Regions from separate parts of the Mus musculus genome. Here region 1 is linked to region 2. The links are chromatin contacts, called in public ChIA-PET maps. All regions are on one chromosome and are shown on one strand. The core of a region is the stretch at or near the end of the contact, and the rest is flanking DNA. Distances in the headings are between cores, read along the strand shown.

Region 1 (6,336 bases), core at 2,940-5,439, 220 kb before region 2:
TGACAGTGCTGTCTACAGAGTGAGTTTCAGGGCATCCAGGGTTACACAGAGAAACCCTGACTCAAAATAAACAAATAAACGAATGAATGAGCGAGCTATCTACAGGAAAAATATTAATGTCATCACCATATTAAAATGACTTTTCTAAGTATTAGAGAAATGTGTTTCATAGAAATTACGAAACAAATGTCAAAAGATATTTCTACAACTGTACCTCATTTTATTATGATACAATACCACTTGATTATCTTTGTTTTCTTGTACTTTTAGGGCATAATCTTTTTTAAAGACTATCTTTGCTTGCTTTGCCATCCTCAAGCACTCCCCTGTTCTAGTTTGAGAGCTTTAGGTCAGGTTCTTAAAGTCTTCATTCCAGTTTGAGCTGTAACTGGTACTTTGATGGTCTGGTCTCATTCCTCTGCAGGAGAATTCCTCCCTCCTCCAATTTCCCATCTATTGAAAAGACTGTCCTTTTCCCCAACATGTTCTTAGCACCTTTGTCCACATCAGCTGGGTGTGGCTGCAGGGTTTACTTTTAGACTCTTTCATTGGCTTCTCTGTTTTCATGCAAATCCATACTTATCTGACCAGTACAACTCAACGGTGTACTTGAAAGTCGGTCGCATAATGCTACTTCCTGATTTGCTTTCTTTCTTAAGATTGCTTCAACTGTAAAGGGTTTTATAGTGGTCCCATCAAAACTTTAGGAGTGTGTTGTTGTTGTTGTTGTTGTTGTTGTTGTTGTTGTTGTATGAAGACTGTCGTTAATGTTATTTCGTTTGGTCTGGTTTTTGAGACAGGGCCTTTGGGCCTTATATATGTAAAAAAACATAAAATGTTTTTAAAAACAGAGTAAAACTACATGAAAGTATATAAATAATATTCTACATCAGGTTCAGAACAGGGGCTCTGCTGTGGGACAGGACAGTGGTGAATCGGAGAAGTGATTCGAAATGGTCCTCGATGGCATAAAATGTACTGTGCTTTCCATCCGAATTGAGACTCTCACGCACTGAGATGAAGTACTTGGTGGATGCCAGTTACATCACTGGTACTGGCTGCATATCTGATTTCTTACAGCGGAAAAAATAATACTGACCTGTGAAATGAAATTCACAGTAGAAGATGGGAGAGTCCTTTCTTCTGTCCACTAGAGGGAACTGTTGAACTTAAAATGTCTTTTAAAGCAGCTTGTTTTTAAACTAACATTTAACATCACAGGAAACCACATTGTGCTGTTAGAAAATAATCTTGTTTTCTTTCCACATCTTCTACAAACACATACAGAAAACTATAACTCTTTATATGTACTTATGTAAACAACATTTCTCAGAATCCAAACTATAGTTCCAACCCTGAGGAATTTTAATTATACTTGTAGAACTATATTTAGTAAAGTATCAAGCAAATATGCTCTTTCTAGCTTAGAAAACACATCAGTTGGCTATCTATAACACTAATCTGGTATAAGGTTGTCTCCTCAAAGAACCAGGATGAAAAAAAAAAAAAAACCAGTAATTTGTTCCTGAATTGTAGACTGTACAGTGAAAGGGCTGAAGAGATAACTCAGCAATGAAGTCCATGTATTGCCAGAGGACTCAAGTTCAATCCCCAGCTCCCACATCAAGAGGTTCACAACCACCTGTAACTCCAGCTCCTGAGGATCCCACACTTCCAGCCACTGCAGATGCCTGCCCTTCCCCATAACTAAAAATAAATTTAAAAAGCAAGACAGGCAACCTTACAGAGTCATAAGGAGTCATGGAAAGAAAAAATTACAACTAATCAATCAATCAATAAATGCTACACTGTGTCATAACTAGTATTAACCCAGACTCTATTTACTATCGCAAAGTCCTTTTCTCTACACCTGGACCAGCTGTGGGTCCCTATGCTAATCACTATCTATTACAGATAGACATTTCTATGATGAGGGTTAGTGAGTGTATTAATCTATAGTATAACAACAAGTCATTGGACTCAGTTTAATATCATGTCATTCTAGCAGCATAAAAGTAGTAGGTTCTCTTGAGATACAGTATGGGTTTCACCTTGTGTATTGAGATTTAAATACAATCAAAAAGTTACTGGTTGCCCTCATGATGTTTGCAGCCCCTATTATACCAACAGGAATGTCTTCATGTTTTGCCAGGCCGTTTGTTTGTTTGTCTGTTTGTCTGTTTCGAAACAGGGTCTTGGCTGCCCTGGAACTCTCTCTGTAAACCAGGCCCATGCTGGTAGGATTTGCTGAAGGAGATGGAGACAGGAGGATCACAAGTTCATGGCCAGGCCAATTCTTAAACGTGGCTCACAGGGTTCATAGCTGGGTAACATTTTTCTCCTCGGTTATCATGTATATAGTACCTTCCTGAAATATGAGAGCTAGTAGTGGGGATGGAGCTTCCAGGCAAGCACTAACGTGATTTCTCCATGGTCAATGGCTCAGGTAGGCGATGTCTTCAGCAATAGGGCCTCACTGTCGTGTTCTGAAGGATAACCAACAGCAACAGCAATAGCCAGTAATGTCTGAGGGCCTACGAGGGATTATGGGAACATCAATGACCAAAAAGGTAACCCATTCTGGCACTGGGTGTATTTGTTACCATGTGGTGTCTAGCAAGACCACCCTGTTACACTGTAACTCTATTTTAACTTTTCATATATGTGCATACATAGTTTAGGAAACCTCTAGAGTAGTAGGTCTCCATATAGCTTTTTGAAAGGGTCTTTAGAGTAACTATCCACCTCCCATTTCCTCCTTTACCCTGCCTTCCCATCCCTAACTTTAATGCAACTCTTCTGTTCCATTTATCTCCCATACATTTTTTGGAGATTTTGTTTATGTATATGTGTTGTTTTTTCTGTTCACCATGTGCATTCAGTGTCCTCAGAAGCCAGAAAAGAACACTGAATTTCATTTAAATGGAGTAACTGACAGTTTGAGGCACCATGTCGACACTGGGAATTGAACCCAGGTCCTCTGTAAGAGCTGCCAGGGCTCTTAACCCCTGAGCCACCTCTCCATCCCCATCATTAATCTCCTTCAGCCCTTTACCCTACCTCCTGTTTCCTGCAAGCCTCTCTCCATGGCCCCTTACTCGTTTCCTGATCTCGTAGTGTTTACAGATGAAACATACACATCTGAAGAGTCAAAGCATCCATATATGAAAGAAAATGTGATGCTTGTCTTCTGGGTCTGGGTTACCTCACTCAGGATGACCACTTCAAGCTCCATCCAACTGTCCTCAAATTTCATTTTTCCTAATAGCTGAATAATATCCCGTTGTGTAGGTAGACCACAGTTTCATTATTCACTATTCATCAGCGGAAGAACATCTGGGTGTTTCCATTTCGTGTATATTGTGAATGGAGCAGCAATGACCATAGATGAGCAGTAACTCTGAAGGCTCAGGACCACAGGACAGAGGGTGGGAAGGATTGTAAACGCCAGAGGCAATGGATTACTGTAGTCTCCCCTCCTCCAGCCTGAAACCTGCTTGCTCAGGGGTGGAGCTTCCTGCTCATTCGTTCTGCCACGCCCACTGCTGGAACCTGCCAGCTTTGCTGTTTGGAGCCACACACGTGCTCACCTTTCTACTGGACCTGAGATTATTCGGCAGGAATCGGGTCCCCTCCCCCTTCCTTTATAACTGAAATGTCGGAACTAGTAAAATTGAGCTTTGATCAGAATAACTGTCTTGGCTACATTTCTTTCTCTCGCCACCTAGCCCCTCTTCTCTTCCAGGTTTCCAAAATGCCTTTCCAGGCTAGAACCCAGGTTGTGGTCTGCTGGCCGGACACAACAGATTACTACAAGAAAAAAGCATTTTCCAGACACAAGACACATGAACATAGTGAAGTGCACAGGAGGCTTCCTTCTGCACTCTCCCACAGAAGCCCCCCTCCCCCACCCTAGGCTCTCTCCCACAGCAAGCCTCTGTGGTTTCCCTCAGAAGTTCTGCTTTCCCCAACCCCTGCTCCCTCCTGCAGCAAACACGGGGGTTCACACACACACACGCACGCACACACACACACACACACACACACACACACACACACACACGGAGAACTTGAGGAGCCACAGGCACCAGCTTGAGTGAGACAATGACAAATCTCCCCAGCTGCAGTGGCACCAAGGCTAGCACTCTCCCTGATAACCTGCTGGGCGCTTCCCAGGTGCCGCTGGTGCCTATCCTTGGAAAAGGGAGATTAAGGTCCCACGTTTAAATCATAGAAGGTAGGTAGGTCACAGATAGTTATGGCCAGTCATAAAACTAGCTCCTGATAGCCCCATAAAGATCATCCTTAGGTCAGAAGACTCCCCCTCTCAGCCTTGTGATTCCGCCCTTCCAAATGGTATCCTGTCTGAGTCATGACTTATCTCACCCACCTTCCCTCCCATCACCCTAAGCATTTGAAGAATTTCTAACTATGCTGGATGTAAGTGCCAAGACACCCAAGCTCAAGGTTGCACTCCTGTCCTATGCTGTGGGAAGGGTTGTGATCCTAGTCTGACTCGTGACTAAAAGACTCTTATGCACGATTGCAGCGGGCTCTGCAGTTCTTGAGCTCTCCTGGGTTTCCCGTGGAGTTGGAGCATAATAATAGAAACTCACTGTAGTTATGATAGCAAACACAAGACTTGTGAGGCTCAGGCCACATGAAATCCCATACGTGAATCAATGAATGTAATAATACATCACATAAATGGGCTCAAAGACAGAAATCACATGATCATCTTAAGGGAAGCAAAAATGGTGTTTGACAAAACACAGCGTCTCTTTATGATAAAAGCACCCAAGTGGGCCAGTGAAATGGCCTCCCAAGTACTTGCCTCCAAGTGTAGTAATCCAAGTGTGACCTGAGAATCTGTATAGTAGAGGCTTGGTTCATGCAAATTGTGTGCCCCCTCCCCAAACACACACACTAAACCTTAAAAACTTTCATTTTGTTTAACAAAATCTAAAGAAACTGGGGATAAAAGGAATGTATCTCAGTATAATGAAAGCTGGTGGGACTGAAGCATCCTCACTTGGGCCCTATGGCTCGTTAACCTTTTTGAGTTCTGTGGATTGTACTCTGGGTTGTGATTGCATACCATGCATGTCCTTTTGGGTCTGAGATACATCACACACAGAATGATATTTTCCATTTCCATCCATTTCCCTCCAAAACTCATGATGTCTTTGTTCTTAATAGCTGAATAGTATTCCACTGTGTAAATGAACCATATTTTCTGTATCCATTCTTCCACTGTAGAACATCTGGGTTGTTTCCAGCTTCTGGATATCACAAATAAGGCCACTATGAACATAGTGAAACATGCCCCTGTGGCATGGTAGGGCATCTTTTGAGTATATTCCCAATTGTGGTATAGCTGGGTCTTCAGGTAGATCTATTTCCAATTTTCTGAGGAACCTCCAGATTGAGAGTGGTTGTACCAGTTTGCAATCCCACCATTAATGGAAGAGTATTCCCCTTTCTCTGAATTCTCGCCAACGTGTGGTGTCACCTGAGTTTTTGATCTTAGCCATTCTGATTGATGTAAGAAAGACTTTCAGGGTTGTTTTGATTTACATTTCCCTGATCACTAAGGACCTTGAACATTTCTTTAAGTGCTTCTCTGCCATTTAAGATTCCTCAGTTGTGAATTCTGTTTAGTTCTATACCCCATTTTTTTTATTGGGTTGTTTAGTGTTTTTGGAGGTTAGCTTCTTGAGTACTTTATATATTTTGGGTCTTAGCCCTCCATCAGATGTGAAGTTAGTGATTTTTTTTCCCAATCTGTAAGTTGCCAATTTGTCCTATTGACTACGTCCTTTGCCTTACAAAAGCTTTTCAGTCTCATAAGATCCCATTTATCAATTCTTGATCTTAGAGCCTGAGCCACTGAAGTTCTCTTTAGGAAATTCCATGCCTATGAGTTCGAGGCTCTTTCTCATTTTCTCTTCTATTAGTTCTCAGTGTATCTAGTTCTACGTCAAGGTCCATTTTCTCTTCTATTAGTTCTCAAGTGTATCTAGTTCTATGTCAAGGTCCTTGATCCACTTGGACTTGAGCTTTATGCAAGGTGACAAATAATGGATCTATTTTCATTTTTCTACATACCGACTGACCATTAAATCAACATCATTTACCAAAGATGCTTTCTGAGCCCGGTGTGGTGGTGCACACCTTTAATCCCAGCACTTGGGAGGCAGAGGCAGGCAGATTTCTGAGTTCGAGGCCAGCCTGGTCTACAAAGTGAGCTCCAGGACAGCCAGGGCTATATAGAGAAACCTTGTCTCGCAAAACCAAAAAAAAAAAAAAAAAAAATGCTTTCCATTGTATATTTTT
Region 2 (6,671 bases), core at 2,086-4,585:
GCATAAGCCTAGATGCTTGACCTCAATATGGCTTTAATGCTGGGAAGGGACAAAGTAAACACATGGCTAAAGCTGTCCTGCCATAACAGATACTATTTACAGTAAAATAAAATAAGAACATGGAATTTACTTCAAGGTAATGATTAAAAAGTGTATAATTGTACATTCATGCGTCAGTAAAATATTTACTTAAATACCAAGTATTATGCACTATATGTAATTATATGAGCTATGTTTCTATGTGTTGGCAGTGTGGTGGGTTTGTTTACACCAGTGTGACTGAAAACACACATCAGGCAACATGCATTGGGCTATTATGTAATGATGATTACAGTATCTCTAAGCAATAGGTGTTTTTGTCTTGGAGGTATTATGCATGGGCGAATAATGCCAATCCCAGAATCCATGGGTTATTACATGAAAATCCAGTGCCCGGCATGGATCACCTTCCTATGAACTATTGACCAAAAAGTCCTCATAGATCATCAAAACTATATAGACATGTATTATATATAAGTATGAAGCTGACAAAGAATATATTTTTTTAAAAAAAGAAAATTTCATCTCCTTTATGTTCTTATGAGAACGTTATTGTCTATATGGCTCACCACTGAGCGGCATGTCATTATGCAGGGTATGCATGTAGGCATGGGATATAACTCTGTAACTGAGACCACAAATCTCCTCCAGTGTCCACTGCAACTTCCTTTCAGTCACGTGGTCCTTTGTGTTTCCTGTGAACACAGTTACCTAGTTAGAGACAAGATTTTTCACTTTCCTTTGCATGTGACTAAGGAAATTTTGTCTGATGAGATTTGAAACCCAATGTGAACAGCCTGTAGGTCGTGTGCTTAAAGGGATCGGGGATGGTGTTTTTTCTCCACATCCCTCCCTGTTCCACAGGATGAAATATAGATATAACAGTGATAATCTGGTTTGACTGTGTGGACAATAAGCCCCTGGAGAACACAGAAGGAACAAAGTAAAAAGAAGGAACTGAGGCCTGCAGGTGACCTTACAGATCAACTCCATTCAAACCTGAAGACCACAGCCTTGACCTTGAGACAGAAAAGAGGAAATTCTGCTAAGGGTGCAGCTTCCTAGTTCAGCATTTTTGGTGTCTCCTAAGCACCCATAAGGACCTGGATTCAGTTCCTAGTACCTCTGCTGTCACCACACACACACACACACACACACACACACACACACAGAGAGAGAGAGAGAGAGAGAGAGAGAGAGAGAGAGAGAGAGAGAGAGATAAAGATAAAGATAAAGAATAAATAAAATAAAACTAATATAGGAACCAGCAAGATAGTAATGTTGGTTCAAACAAAGCCAGGAGAGACCCAAGTGTCCACATCCAATGTCATTTACTGTCAGGGTTCTGAATCGTGAGGGTCAATCGGAGAAAGAGAGACACTGCAGGATGAGTTAAGGCCTGGCTGGCAGCAGGGAGATGGAACCTCTCTGGACTGCAGATGGAACAGCTGTACAAAGACTGATTTATGGATGGTTACACAGTTATTGTTGTTAAGCAAAACAATTCCCTCATACCTCTGCTCTAATCTATACGTTTCATAAAGGAAAACCTCACACCCGGCAACTTTAGTCCTTACTGTGCACCATCCAGATGTTCCAGGTGTGCCAGGAACATAGTCTTGTGACCAACGTCAGGCGAAGGCTGTAAAGCTCCTCCTGAAAACCTCTGTAAATCACAGCAAGCAATCTCTGTTTTCCACAAAGATTTCAAGGTCTGAGCACTTCTAGAAAACAACTATTCGTTCTGCTGTTTACCTTAGATACAGTGAAAAGCAGCTATATCATTCTAATGTTTACCCTAAATGCAGTGATTGTACTAAAACCCCACTATGATCTACATGTAAGAACATTTGTAGGCTGATGTGGTTGCTCTGAGAGTTTGTGATTTGGGTAAATTACTGCCCTCAATAGGACTATAACAATGCAGACTTCAATAACAGCAATAACTCAATGGAGCATTTTAAACAATTAACTTTGTTTGAAAGTATGTGTATTTGTGTATATCTGATGTGGGCATGCCTGTGGAGGCCAGAAGAGGGTGCTAGACTCCCCTGCTGCTGGAGTTGGGCACCGTCCAACAGGGATGGCAGGAGCAGCAAGCATCCTTAATCACTGAGCCATCTCTCTAGCCCCTCAACAGAACATTTTCTCAAAATGTTTATCTTGGGCTGGAGAGATGGCTCAGCAGTTAAGAGCTCAGACTGAAGATCATGAGTGAGTTCAGATCCCAGCAACCACATGGTGACTCACAGCCATCTATAATGAGATCTGACGCCCTCTTTTGGGGTGTCTGAAGACAGCTACAGTGTACTTACATATAATGGATAAATAAATAAATCTTAAAGAAAAAAAGAAAAGAAAACTTTAAAAAAATTATCTTTGCTTATCTGATAATTCTGAAACATTTAAAAAAAAAACAAAAAAAAAACCAAACAGCACTGTAAGTCGAACCTTTTGAGGAGTGCCAGGACACATCCACCCACACCAAGCACTCGGTTTTGAAAGAGAAGTATTTGGAGCTGAAGATATTTCTGCTTCTCACAAAGAAGCAGAAATAAATAATTTTGGCTCTTGCTCACTTGCATAGTCAAGACATAGACGTATGAAGACTCCGCTCTGCCTTCACCAAGGAAGAGTAAAGATTAAATGCTGGAGACAAAACAGATCCTTAGCCTGGCACTAAGTGTATTACCCAACCATTGCTTCCCAGTGGTTTCTCCATATTTATCTTTCCCTAGCAGCACAGTCTTTATTTGTCTTGATACTATTTTGATTCTCTACCACAGGCCAGGTGCCGTGGTGCACGGTGTTAAGCCCAGCACTTGGGAGGGTGGCATGAGAGCAAGTCTGTGTGAAGAGGCCAGCCTGGTCCACACAGTGAGACACTGCTTCCAAATAAAGTAAAATGCAAATCTCAGTCTGGAGCCGGTGAGGCAGCTCAGTGGTAAAGCGTCAGCTTAGCCTGTGTAAGGCCCTGCGTTTGATCTTCATTACTGCAATATCAATAAACTATCATTCTTTCCTTAACATAATGACGTATAAATCCGTATCCTTGCCAACTATGCCCACCTTAAGTGTTGTCCTGTCTCTATAGTGCACATTGCCATAAACTGCCTGTTTGTTTCTCTCTTCTATACCTGCACTTTGTCATCTAATTTTACAGGGTCTCTGTGCCACAGAAAACTAGTATGAATAGATAGAGCAGGAAAAATTCCCGGTAACATGCTACCTAGGGAGGGGGTTGGGGCATGCAGTGCCATGGAGGCGTCAGGACCTTACCAAGGACGGAACCTTGGCTGACCTGGAACTTGGAAAGATCTATCCCCCTGCCCTTGTCTCCTGAGCTGAGATTGCAGGCATGTGAGGACAAGGCGAATCCCGCCCTGTATTTCTTACTTGTGTGTTTGCATGTGGTTTTGCTTATCTTTGAGAGGTGAGATCTCAGAGAGGAAGACTGTGTCAAAGGCGGGCGCACAATGCTACTTTTGATTCTTGACACCAAGCTGTTTTCCCCTTTCCCTTTTCCCCGCGACAAAGAGGGAAGAGCGAGTAGCCTGTGGGGAGCCCACAGTGCAGTGGGTAGGAAGATAACCTTTAAGGGAATTTTTCAGGGCTTTGATTTGGACTTCTCAGAAGAGCGTGCAATTAAAACAAAAACAGATGTTAGCTGACTTGGCCAAACACACACAGTAAATGCTCTTTGCCCTGTTATAGAAGCTTGGTTCTTTTAGCCTTGGCTAAGCAGCAGGGAGTTGGCTCCGTGTGCCTGGGAAGAGCCAGAGGTTGGGCCAGACTCCACCCCAAGTTCTACTCCCCCACCCCACTCCCACCCCCACCCCTTTTACCTTTACCCTGTTCCTGGATTTCTCCTCTCGGTTTCCACCTGCTATGGTCACCCGGACTCTGCTTTCATTGAGCTAATGAAGCTCCTGTGTTGGAGCTGCTTTCAAGTTAAAAACCCTTCACCAGAAGACTGCCTTTTGGGGGAGGGGTCATTTACAGTAACCTCGGCGCTTCCTTTCCCCTTTTATTTCCCAGTTTGTAATTAGGAGGGCTGGTCTCCTAGGAGTGCCTTAGATGTGACTGGCAATGGAGTGTCTAATACCTTTAGCCTGTTTTCTATTCTATTCTTGAGTGCCTATCTCTGTATCATCTTATCATTAATGGCGGGTTGTTTTATTTTTCTGACAGGGTCTCCCTATACAGCCCATACTGGCCTTGAACTCACGATCCTGTCTTGGCCTCCTAAATGCTCCATTACAGGAATGCTGCCTTACCTGGCATTTCTCTCTTCTGCCCTGGCACGTAAACTTTATGAGGATGGAGCATTTTCTCTGATTTGGGGGCTATCAGTGTCTGTCCTAGACATCGTCGGCCATTTCTCTCTGAGCTAATTTTAATCATCCTTGACGCTCTGTTCTGAGGGCTGGCTAAGAATGCCTTAATCCCAGGACTAGGGAGACCTGCATATCAGCTGGGGCTCAGAAAGCCAAATCAAAGCAAAACGTAAGTATTTTCGTATTAGCTGGAACTGAATAATGGTGGTGTAGAGCTTTTAATCCCAGCACCGAGGTGGGGGTGGAGAGGGGTTGTGCACAGAGGCAGGTGGATCTTTGAGTTCAAGGCCAGCCCAGTCCACACAGTGAGTTCCAGGAACGACAGGGCTACAAAGAGAAAGCCTGTTTTGAATAAATAGATAAATAATGAAAGAAAGAAAGAGAAAGAAAGCTGGGCAGTGGTGGCTCACACCTTTAATCCTCTATGAGGGGATGTATCAGTCCATCAAAACATCTAGGCCGAGTGTCTCACGACCATGGCTGTTTGGCTGGGAGAATGGTCCTGTAAAACAACATCTTTTCTACTTTTAAAAATTGATGTGTGGGGCTGGTGAGATGGCTCAGTGGGTAAGAGCACCCGACTGCTCTTCCGAAGGTCCAGAGTTCAAATCCCAGCAACCACATGGTGGCTCACAACCATCCTTAACAAAATCTGACTCCCTCTTCTGGTGTGTCTGAAGACAGCTACAGTGTACTTACATATAATAATAAATAAATCTTAAAAAAAAAAAAAAACAGAACCAAACCCCTTTAAAAAAAAAATTGATGTGTGACCTCTGTAATTTCTGTAAAAAATATTCATTTCTAAATCGAGTGTGGTGGCACACACCTGTCATCCCAACACTCGGAAGCTGAGGCACGAGGATCAGGAGTTTAGGGCTATATTCTTCACCTCACGGTGAGTTCTAATCCTGTCTACAAAGTGTACAGGTCAGCTAGCAGTGGTGGCTCATTCCTTTAGTCCCAGCACTAGGGAGGCAGAGGCAGGCACATCTTTGAGTTTGAGGCCAGCCTGGTCTATAGAGTGAGTTCCAGGACAGTCATGGCTAAATAGAGAAACCCTAAAATAGTGTACAATTTAATGCCACTTAGACATTTTCTTCAATTATTACTTTTTTTCTAGTTTATCTAGTTGTATCATCCTATGCTAAGTAATTATTCCCCATTTTTCTCTTCCCCAACCCAAGTGACTACTATTATGCTTTCTGTTTTACCAGAAAGCGTATTTTATGTTTTACCAGAAAGTATATGTTTAGCTAGGAGTTTTCCACTCCTAGATATTTTATATAAATACAATTTTACCTGTTTCAGGGGTTATTTATGCTGTTGCATGCATTAATGTTTTAAGGTTAATGGATAAATTTCCATGGTTTAAATATACTATATTTAAAATTTTTCATTTATTTTATGTATATGAGTACACTGTCACTCTCTTCAGACACACCAGAAGAGGGCTTCAGACCCCATCACAGATGGGTGTGAGCCACCATGTGGTTGCTGGGAATTGAACTAAGAACCTCTGGAAGAGCAGTCAGTACTCTTAACTGCCGAGCCATCTCTCCAACCCAAATATACCACATTTTTAATGCAGTCAGCCACTGAAGGATCTTGAGTTTGTTCTACCATTCTGCAAATGTGAACAGGCATGCTAGGAACACTCCTATTTGCTTGAACACCTGCCTTCAGTTCTTTGGGTTATGCGCCTAGGAGCAAGTTACTGTCTCATAGAAAGCCTGTGTTTAGTTTACTCAAGGACTGCCCACCTGTTTCCCACAGTGCTTACACCATTTTGTATTCCTACCAGCAATTTTTCTGCCCTTGCTAATACTTTCTTCACTTTTTGTTAAAATTAGTCATTCTTGTGGGTGTAAAATGCTACTTTATTATAGCTTTAATTTCTCTAATGACTAATGATGTAGACTATTTTTTCATATGCTTGCTAGACATTTGTATAACATGTTTGGAGAATTATCAATTCAGATCTTTTCCCACTTTTCAATTGGAGGTTCTAGCTAAGGAGAGATAATTCTCTCTCTCTCTCTCTCTCTCTCTCTCTCTCTCACACACACACACACACACACACACACACACACACACACACACACACACACTTTTTAAAGAACCTGCTTTTTTGTGTGTTGATCTACATCTTACAAGTTTACTAAATTTGATTACTAGCTCTCATAGTTTTTCTGTGGCTTCTTTGGTTTCCTCTGTGTCTGATTGTGTCATCTATGGCTTTAGATGGCTTCCTTCTTTCCTGATTTGTGGGTTGTTGTTTTCTTTTATTGCCTT

What was found. ChIA-PET counts read pairs in DNA pulled down with a chosen protein or histone mark.
Region 1: an RNA polymerase II ChIA-PET map of memory CD8 T cells shows a contact between it and region 2, with 6 read pairs. The contact joins two enhancer-like sites. A contact is called at or near these places in 1 of 115 datasets of contacts at active chromatin or transcription factors (memory CD8 T cells) and 1 of 9 other capture datasets (liver).

The regions. Positions count from the first base shown.
Region 1 is chr4:83,565,509-83,571,844 of GRCm38.p6, reverse strand. The region is part of intron 6 of Ccdc171 (coiled-coil domain containing 171); the gene reads right to left. Among named protein-coding and RNA genes, the nearest start is that of Gm25899, 41 kb to the right of the region's middle. Within about 2 kb of position 4,189, at least 85 of the 459 cell types and tissues checked have an H3K27ac peak or open chromatin away from gene starts, as enhancers often do. A contact at or near this core is called in liver and memory CD8 T cells, where this site is marked.
Region 2 is chr4:83,339,550-83,346,220 of GRCm38.p6, reverse strand. No RefSeq gene overlaps it. Among named protein-coding and RNA genes, the nearest start is that of Ttc39b, 19 kb to the right of the region's middle. Within about 2 kb of position 3,335, at least 48 of the 459 cell types and tissues checked have an H3K27ac peak or open chromatin away from gene starts, as enhancers often do. A contact at or near this core is called in liver and memory CD8 T cells, where this site is marked.